Regions from separate parts of the Capra hircus genome. Here region 1 is linked to region 2. A link is a contact called in public Hi-C data. All regions are on one chromosome and are shown on one strand. The core of a region is the stretch at or near the end of the contact, and the rest is flanking DNA. Distances in the headings are between cores, read along the strand shown. Region 1 overlaps LOC102169353 (microtubule-actin cross-linking factor 1). Region 2 overlaps LOC102169353 (microtubule-actin cross-linking factor 1).

Region 1 (4,932 bases), core at 2,225-4,724, 59 kb before region 2:
GTGATGGCTGTACAACTCATAAACATCATTGAATTATACCATGAAAATGGGTCAATTTTATGGTACGTAAATTCTACCTCAGTAAAGTTGTTTTTAAAAAAGAATCTACTTTTTAAAATAAACAACCAATAGGATGACCAAAAGCTGCTTTAAAACAGCTGGAAAGAGAAGAAACAGGATGGAGGGGGCAGAAAATGAAACTCTGAACACACCTTGTATTCACTTTTTGAAATTTCCCATTATAAGAGTGTATATGATTTATATAATGCAAAATAAAATTGAAAGGGAGAAAAGCAATCGCTAAAAACTGAAAAAATATAAAATACAAATGAACCTCTGTATCAGATAGATGGCTTAACAACACAGAGAGAAGTTATTTCAAATGGCTTTAATATAAAATTATTTCTATGTCCTTAGGAGATTTACACTAAAGGACAAAAAGAACTGCAAAGAAATCACAAACTTTTCAGTAATTGTGTTGTTAATAAAGCACTGTCATGGTTATTTTTTATTCAAATATACAAATTTGTGCATTTATGCACATGACTTTGTATATGCACTATAATATATACATGATTTTATACATACTTGCATCCATGTGTTTGCATGCGTGTATATGGAAAAGGGAATAAGTAATATTCCCTTGCTTTGTTTGGATCAAGATTTTCAGCATAAGAAAAAAAGAATAGAAAGTCAAAGAGGTTGAATAAAACTCTAATTCTAAATACCAATTAGAAACATTATAAATTCTTGATTTCTTTTTACAAGTCAAATACAAATGTTGGCTAGTTCTGTCCACAGAAAACACCCAGAAAGAGTGACCAACCCAAGAAGCACTCAGACTGTTGTCAATAAAGAATTTCAGTTCCTTGGAGAAGCTGCTAATCCCAGGCCTGAAACAGGAAATATACAAAAAGTATCTGGAACAGCTCTTCATACAAGAAATAGAGGACATTATCAAAGACTATATGGATCATGAGGAAGGACTCAGAGTCAATGTGAAAAAACTTTCTGGCCAAAGGACGAGCTGAATATTACAAAGAATGACAGCTAATATTCAATCGGAACACATTTAAGTCTGGTAGAAATCCGTGAGTCACACTGTTACTAAGGGAAGATGAGTACCAACAATGAAACTTTGATTGGTCTTACAGAGAATCTTGAGAATCAACTAATTATTTCGAAAACTGGTGAAACAGAGGGCAATATTTATCTTGCCTTTCTTAAAGGAACTATCAGAGTAATTGATGAGGTAAAGTTCTGCTTTAGGAAAAAATTTCAGAATTTTGAGTATCACCATGTTGCAACTTCTAATGAAACAATGAAACAGTAGCTGCTAAACTTTTAGGTGAAGGGCTAATGGTGAAAGGATCTACAAGGAATGGATCAGGCTGGTCACACCTGAACCCACCAATTAAGCTTAACACGATGAAAAGACAGATAACAGACATTCTGATGTGCAGCAGTCAAAGTATACAACTCAACACCACCATCCTCGCCCTGCCCCAGCACAAAAAAGGGAATCTGAAAGTGATCCAGCCTCAGGTCTAGATCCAAAGCACCAGTTTACAGACAATGCAGAAGGATGGAGGAGACTGTTAGAAAAGATCCAGAGACGCCACCAGCATCTTTTCCACAAATGGCACAGGACAAAAGACCGATTTCTTTAACAAACAGTTAAGGGGACAAAAAGAGGGGAAGAGAGATTTTATGCAATGTGTGGGCTTTGGATTCGAACAAGCCATTTTTAAAATGAGGTAACTGGGGAAATCTAAACACTGCTTAGACATTCAATGATTTTAAGAAATTACTGATTTTTACAGAGCTATAATATTGTGCTTTGCTTAAATGAAGACTCTTTCAGAGAGACACACTGAAACACTTGCAGATGAAATCATATGATGTCTGGGACTCCTTTCAAAATAACCTACTGGAGGGTTTGATGACTGGATCAGGAAGCAGACAGTGTGACTCTGCCCACGAGTTAGTGGCTGGTGAGCTCGGTGACGAGTACACGGTCGTTCTATACCATTTCCTCTGCATTTATCAATGTCTGAAATTTTTCATAAATGTTTAAAGAGAGTGGATTCTAGGACATTTTCTTAATGGCATGCTCAGTTAAGGAACATTATCCCCACATCTTCTGTCCCAGGAGAAGTGTAACTAGCCAATTCCGTTTTCATTCCTTGGCCCCTGAAGTTCCCTTCTGTTGAGTGAGTTGCAGTCAGGAGAAAGGGAGACACAGCAGGCAGATGCCTCTTACCTCACGGCTACAGGATAGCACTGGTGTCTCAAAGTGAGAGGTGGTTTGGGGCATACAAACAACCAAAAAGATGCCTCCAGAACAGCCTGCTGTTCATAAGACTGCCAAGGGGATAACGCTATGAAAGCTCAACAAAGTTCTTGTTCCAACCCTGCCAAGGCACACTTGCCAAGTTCATGTTCCTGGTTATCCCTATATCCGAAGCATGCCTGAGGACACCCTGTGGTTCCACAAAAACACATGTTACCTCCACGCTTTCCTAAGCATACTTATGCTGCAGATTGTCAGCAGCGGCTCCAAACCAGAGCCCCAAGAAATTATAATCCCTGAGTTCTCAGAAGTTCTCAGATTCTCAGGAATTCTGGGACACCTGCTGTTCTGCATTCACCCAGCAGGTGGCGCTGACTCCCCAACTGGGACATCACAGCCACAGGGACCCTGGAGTCAGCCCCTTGAGTGAGATATTTATATAAGCCTTCTTTTCCCACCTGCTCAAGAAGTGATCCCTGTCATCTATTAGCCTTGCATACAGCAGTTGGGTATTCGAGAGTTGTCTGAGAAACAGTTTGGTTAAGTTGAGCTAACGTGATTCAAGATAGTCTTTTTTATAAAAACAGTGCTGTGACTTTCCAATAGTACCTAGACTTGAAGAGGATTTGCCTTAGGGAGAAGGAACAGGAAGGCTGTGTAACCATGTGAACACTACCAAGATGCCACTGTTCTTGGTGTGATGGACGCTACAAGATTGTGTTTACAAGCACATATTCCAAGGTGCTTGCTATGAACTGAATGTTTGTGTCCCCTCGAAACTCATATATTAAAGCCATAATAGCCGTGATGTGATGGTAACTGAAGGTGCGGTCTTTTAAGAGGTAATTAGGTTTAGATGAGGTCAGGAGAGTGGAGCCTCCATAATGGGATTAACACCCTTATGAAAAGTTGAAGGGACATGAGATCTCTGTGTATGCATGCCCCAAGGAAAGGTCACCTGAGGATATAACCAGGAAGAGGGCCCTCACTAAGGAGCCAACCAAGCTAGCACCCTGATCTCAGACATCCAGCCTCCAGAACTATGAGAACTGAATGCTTGCTGAAACCACCCAGCCTACGGTGTTTCATTACGGCAGCCCAACCTGACTAAGACAGTGCTACAATTAACCAGGCTTGTTTAAGATCATTAGAGATGAAGAAAAGTCTACATCAAGCAGGATTATAAGGCTTCACCCCACCCTTCCTGAGCAACAAATCCAACATCTCTCCTCATCCCTCACATTCCGAGTCCCCAAAGAGCCAGTTTTGACTCAGCTGGGCAGACTGCTAGTAACTAGACTGTCAGTGCCAGAGCCACAGCATAAACAGGTGAAAAATCCCCCTTCGTCATGCAAATGATGAGGAAGTTCTCGGTTTACACTGCAACAGCGTTGCCTCCAGGCCAATGCTCATCTTCCTTTAGAGCTCCTGCTCGGCCCCCCTCCCTCATTCACTGACAAATACGGAGTAGGAAGGCTCAGTGTGCCTGTGGAAAGCAGAGCAATCTCTACCTCTGTCTAGGCCATGTCCAAACTGAACACCAGGACCCCAGACTTCACAGACCCTACCTGGAAGTGCAAGATAATGGTCCAGATCAGGCCTAGGGTCAGCTTGGGGTTGCCATCTGTGATGTCATCGTTGCGAATATTCACTAGTTTCACCTGAAAAAGAAACAAAAGCTAGTCTAAGAGCTCTGCAACTTTTTGTTTTGATTTCATTTTTTATAGATTTTCATTTTTCATACGCAGTTAATTTTTTTTGGTGTACAGTTTGAGTTTTCACATCTGTATAGATTTGTGTTAACAACCACTATAATCAGGGTAACAAAACAGGAGCATCAACCCCAAAAGGTGGGACTTTGTGCAGTCAAATCCTGCCTTCACCCCTAAATCCTGGCAACCACTGATCTGTTGTTCCCAGCTTTGCTTTACCCAGAATGTCATATAAATGGTGTCCCATAGTATGTAATCTTCAGATCCTGGCTTTTTTGTACTCAGCACAATGGCCGTGAGATCCCCATCCATGTTGCTGCCTGGAGCAATAGCCTGCCCCTTTCCACTGTGGAGGAGTATTCCTGTATACCTTATACCTGTATTCTACACACAATAGTTATCCACTCCTCTACTGAAGGAATCTGGGTTGTTTCCGTGTTGGGCCAGTTATGAATAAAGCTCTTATATTCATGTACAGGTTTTTTGTGTGAGTACATGTTTTCATTTCTCTAGGGTAAATTCATAGGAGTGGGATTGCTGGGTCATATGGTATACGTTTAGCCTTGTAAGAAACTGCCAAACAATTTTCCAGCATGATTGTACCATTTTGCAATCCCACCAGCAAAGCAATTTCGCAAGCATTTGCTATTGTGAGCTGCTTTTTAATTAAGTCTTCCCAGCCCTTTTTTCTTTCTCTGTCTTATTTTTTCAAGGTTGTGAGAGAGAAAGAGAGATCTGCCTCCCATCCCTCACCACTCTCTGGCCTGTCCCACCTATTCCCCTCCTCCCACAGCACTTGCCTTACTCCTAAAATCTCATTCCAGCAACACGATGTACACAGACACAGAGGCCCTTCCCCCATCAGGGTGACCAACCATCACTGTGTGCTGGAGACTGAGGGATTTCCTGGGACGGGGGCCTTTCAGA
Region 2 (5,552 bases), core at 1,074-3,573:
AGTCACTAGTACAAGAGTATATTTAATAAGGGTAGTGGAAGATGGAGAAGGCAGTGGCACCCCACTCCAGTACTCTTGCCTGGAAAATCCAATGGATGGAGGAGCCTGATAGGCTGCAGTGCATGGGGTCGCGAAGAGTTGGACTCGACTGAGCGACTTCCCTTTCACTTTTCACTTTCCTGCATTGGAGAAGGAAATGGCAACCCACTCCAGTGTTCTTGCTTGGAAAATCCCAGGGACTGCGGAGCCTCGTGGGCTGCCAGCTGTGGGGTCGCACAGAGTCAGACATGACTGAAGTGACTTAGCAGCAGCAGCAGCAGCAGAAAATACTAAAAGAAACAGCTAAATGACCTGGAAGTAGTTCTCACAGGTACGAAGGGATAGAACAGGAAATGACTTTTGTTAGAAACTTCATAGTACTAGTAATGTTTGACCTTTTAAAATAAGAACAAATATAATTTTGATAAAAACAATTTTATAGAAAGTTAAGCTGGATTACAAGAGGTCTTAAGTGACAAGATAAGTTTGGATTTTATTCTATAGTTGATAATGAACCCTTAAAGAAGTCCTTTTCCTCCCCCACGAAAAAAATCAGAGATGTTTGGAACCCCAGCTCCCATGTGGATTCCTTTAACATTCTGGCTAACTGACATGTTAGAATAGTTCTTGCTTACCACTGCTCAACCTCATGATTAAAGGCCTTGAGCTCATAACCAAAGGAAGAGAGGACCTGTATACATTAAGGGATGGATACACAAAGAACACGTTCAGGACAAGACTGCTGCTTCTGCTCAGTGAGTCAGGTGGTGATTTCTGAAACACCGTCATCACAAATTAACCTCAGGAAGCTCCCAAATCAAACCCATTCTAGAGGATACTTTCCCTGGCATTTCAAGTAAAAAATCTACTCTACTGACCTGTTATTTTATGGAAAGGTAACAGAGAGAAGCACAACTAGCCGGGAGGAGTAACAGTGCTAACTGAGGCCCAAGCAAGCCCAGCACCCTTCTCTAAGAAAAGCTGCCTGATTCATGTCCTCCATACCCTCCTCCAAACATCAGTTTCAGTCCCACAGTGTGCCTGGTAGTGCTGTCCAACAATTAAAGACAGCACCAAGTAATAAATGAAGCTCTCTTTCCCTCTCTTTCCAATTTCAGGCATTTTTGTTTGTTTGAGGGTTTGTTTTCACTTTTCTTCTTACTTATGATGTATCCTGGGCTTCCCTGATGGCTCAGCTATAAAGAATCCACCTGCATTGTAGGAGACATAGGAGACATGGCTTCGATCCCTGGGTCGCGAAGATCCCCTGGAGGAATAAACAGCAACCCACTCCAGTATTCTTGCCTGAAAAATCTCAGACAGAGGAGCCTGGTGGGCTACAGTCCAGAGTCACAAAGAGCTGGACACAACTTAGCACACAGAGCAGGCAGCACACATGGTGTACCTTAGAGAGAGGCGCTCCTATTTCTTGGCAGCGTCCCACGCCACCTAAAAGCCCCTATCTCCACGTCACTTGCAGAGGAATGATGCATAAAACACAAAAGCAACAATTGATATTGCTAAGATATCTCTTCTCAAATATTCCTTGAGTTGTTGTTTAGTTGCTAAGTCGGGTCCAACTCTTGCAACTCCATGGACTGTAAATCGCCAGGCTCTCTTTCCCTGGGATTTTTTCCAGGCAGGACTACTGGAGTGAGTTGCCATTTCCTTCTCCAGGGGTCTTCCCGACCCAGGGATCAAACCCACATCTCCTGCATTGATAGGCAGATTCTTTACCACTGAGCCACTGGGGAATCCCATTCCTTGAGTACTAGCACTAAATATCCTTTCTTTTATCCTTTTGTAAACTACTGATTTAGCATCCAACCTCACAATCACATAGACTCTGGTAGCTGTGAAAACACAGTGATGACCAGGAGCACGCCTTACAGTCTTAATATCAATAGGAGCCTAAACATCTAACCAACTGGAGTGCTTCACAAAATGGAAAGATTAGAAGACTTATCTATCCTTCCTCCTGACTGTAAGTTCCCCCCACTTATCAGCTTCATCCATACACACCAAGGAGGGCACTCAACTCAAAGAAAAGAAAAGAAAAAAAAAAACACTAAGATTAGAACAAAGATCCAGCTCTTGCCAAAACAGTGGACGGAACCAGAGCATTTTCAGCAACAAGGTGAAGTCCCTAAGATCTGAGGGGCTTCCCAGGTGGCACTAGTGGTAAAGAACCTGCCTGCCAATGCAAGAGACATAAGAGATGCGGTTTGATCCCTGGGTCGGGAAGATCCCTTGAGTCTAGCAAACCACTCTGGTACTCTTGCCTGAAAAAAGTCCCAGGGACAGAGGAGCCTGGCGTGCTGAAGTCCATAGGGTCACAAAGAGTCAGACATGACTGAAGCGACTTAGTACGCACACGCCCTGAGATCTGAGCTTCTGCTATCTAGGCAAGTTCCTGTATCTAATATATCAGGGGAAATGACACCCCTCAAGCCACTATGAGCATGTGATTTTCAGTTCTCAGACACAGACCCTGCGAGTCATGGAGCTGATGCACACCACACTGCATGTGAAATACGTCCATGACTGGGATGGGATGAAGTGTCTCACTCAGATACAAAACCAGTACACCCAAGACGGGCACGGACTTGACCACATGCTCTGAAGGCTCTGCCCACACCAGGGCTCTTGAGAAAGGAACTGAAAAACAGGTGACGATTCTTGTGATCTGTGCCAGTCAATCATTCTGCCTACCCTGGCAACCGTACAATCCAACACCACCCTCCAGCACCTCAATCAAGGTTCATGTCTCCACCTGCTCCTCTGACATCATCCTGTCATTATATTTTCTTTGAAATTCCTCTGATGAAAAATGAGTCATCTCTTCCTGCCAACACAGGCCTAAGCGTCTTTCAGGCGAGTCCTTCTCCTTTGTCCACCTTCTGGACACAGGGCGCCACCCAGAGGCTCCTCCAGCTATTCCCAACCTCCCAGGAAAGAAAGCCTCAGAGCAAGAACAACAGCCTGGATGAAAAAGGTAAGAAATGAAAAGAAGGGAGGTTCTTAGAAGAGCTGGGAATGGGATCTGGGATCCAAAACATAATCTATTCCAGTGGGACACACAGTTGAGAGGATAAACAAAAACGAGGGTAGGGCACAGACAGTCACATTTAAAATTTGGAAAGGTCTCAACCTCAGAACATTCACCTTTAAAGGTTTGGTTCCCGATACAAAGTGCCATCAGCTCTTCTCCTTCAAGAAGTTAACTGCAAACCTAAATTTTTCACCCAAGGTAAGAAAGGCAGTGCCAAAGAATGCTCAAACTACCACACAATTGCACTCATCTCACACGCTAGTAAAGTAACGCTCAAAATTCTCCAAGCCAGACTTCAGCAATACGTGAACCATGAACTTCCAGATGTTCAAGCTGGTTTTAGAAAAGGCAGAGGAACCAGAGATCAAATTGCCAACATCCGCTGGATCATGGAAAAAGCAAGAGAGTTCCAGAAAAACATCTATTTCTGCTTTATTGACCATGTGGATTGACTATGTGATCCACACAGCCTTTGACTATGTGGATCACAATAAACTGTGGAAAATTCTGAAAGAGATGCGAATACGACTACCTGACCTGCCTCTTGAGAAACCTGTATGCAGGTCAGGAAGCAACACTTAGAACTGGACATGGAACAACAGATTGGTTCCAAGTAGGAAAAGGAGTACATCAAGGCTGTATATTGTCATCCTGCTTATTTAACTTATATGCAGAAGACATCATGAGAAATGCTGGACTGGAAGAAACACAAGCTGGAATCAAGACTGCCAGGAGAAATATCAATAACCTCAGATATGCAGATGACACCACCCTTATGGCAGAAAGTGAAGAGGAACTAAAATGCCTCTTGATGAAAGTGAAAGAGGAGAGTGAAAAGGTTGCCTTAAAGCTCAACATTCAGAAAATGAAGATCATGGCATCCGGTCCCATCACTTCATGGGAAATAGATGGGGAAACAGTGGAAACACTGTCAGACTTTATTTTGGGGGACTCCACAATCACTGTAGATGGTGATTGAGCCATGAAATTAAAAGACACTTACTCCTTGGAAGAAAAGTTATGACCAACCTAGATAGCATATTCAAAAGCAGAGATATTACTTTGCCAACAAAGGTCTGTCTAGTCAAGGCTATGGTTTTTCCTGTGGGCATGTATGGATGTTAGACTTGGACTGTGAAGAAAGCTGAGTGCCAAAGAATGGATGCTTTTGAACTGTGGTGTTGGAGAAGACTCTTGAGAGTCCCTTGGACTGCAAGGAAATCCAACCAGTCCATTCTAAAGGAGATCAGCCCTGGGTGTTCTTTGGAAGGAATGATGCTAAAGCTGAAACTCCAGTACTTTGGCCACCTCATGCAAAGAGTTGGCTCATTGGAAAAGACTCTGATGCTGGGAGGGATTAGGGGTAGGAGGAGAAGGGGACGATAGAGGATGAGATGGCTGGATGGCATCACTAAATCGATGGAGTGAATTTGAGTGAACTCTGGGAGCTGGTGATGGACAGGGAGGCCTGGCATGCTGCAATTCATGGGGTCGCAAAGAGTCAGACAGGACTGAGCAACTGAAATGAACTGAAGGTAAGAAAGATGAGAAAGGCTTTGAGCCAACAGTCACCTGCCCAGTGCTCAAGAGTGATGCTCTAACTTCGAGATTCATGACGGCAGGAAAAGGGGCCAAGTTCAAACTGACAAAATACTATTCAGACATACAAATCACCTGAAATGTTTTGGGTAACAGCTTATTGAATTTTATACACATACCGTACATATACTTTTTAAAGTATATAATTTAATGCAAGTATATTCACAGAGCTGTGCAACCATCACCACCATGTAATTTTAGGACATTTCATTACCCCCCAAAAGAAACTCTACACCCATCAGCAGTCACTTCCCATCCCACCCTTCCCTAACCCTGCAACCACTAATCTACTGCTGTCTCTAGGAATCTGCCTATTCTGTATAACGAAATCATACAACATGTGGTGTTTTGTGGCAAGCTTCTTTCACCTAGAATATTTTCAAGCTGGCTCCTTTCTCTCCGCATATTAATATTTTCAAGTGTGATTCATGTTAGCACCGATTATTATCTCATTCCTTTTTATTGATGAATAATATTCCATTGTATGAATATACTGCTTTTGCTTATCCATTCATCAGTTGGTAGGTATTTGAGTTGTTTCCATTTTTTAGCTATTAAGAATAATGCTGCTATATGCATTTTTTAAACACATCTTGCTGGATATACACTTTCATTTCTCTTGGATTTATACTTAGTGGAAATGCTGGACCATTTGGTAACTCTAACTTCTTGAGGAACCACCAAATTGTTTTCCAAAGCAGCTGCACCATTTTATGTTCCACCCAGCAATGTATGAGGGTTCCAATTTCTCCACATCTTGTTTTTTGACTATAGTAACCATTCTAGTGGGTATGGAATGGTATCTCACTGCAGCTTTGATTTGCATTTCCCTAATGATGATGAGCATCTTTTTATGTGCTTA

Evidence for each region. A called contact is a pair of places that touch in the nucleus more often than the background predicts.
Region 1: a contact with region 2 is called in a Hi-C map of blood, with 5 times the contacts expected there. The contact joins two enhancer-like sites. A contact is called at or near these places in 2 of 5 Hi-C or Micro-C datasets (both in blood).

The regions. Positions count from the first base shown.
Region 1 is chr3:14,023,338-14,028,269 of ARS1.2, reverse strand. LOC102169353 (microtubule-actin cross-linking factor 1) reads right to left here. Exons shown (of 100, transcript XM_018042111.1): 6 at 3,862-3,954. Among named protein-coding and RNA genes, the nearest start is that of NDUFS5, 200 kb to the right of the region's middle. Within about 2 kb of position 3,474, at least 2 of the 5 cell types and tissues checked have an H3K27ac peak or open chromatin away from gene starts, as enhancers often do.
Region 2 is chr3:13,962,617-13,968,168 of ARS1.2, reverse strand. All of the region lies in intron 1 of LOC102169353 (microtubule-actin cross-linking factor 1), which reads right to left. Among named protein-coding and RNA genes, the nearest start is that of NDUFS5, 140 kb to the right of the region's middle. Within about 2 kb of position 2,323, at least 1 of the 5 cell types and tissues checked has an H3K27ac peak or open chromatin away from gene starts, as enhancers often do.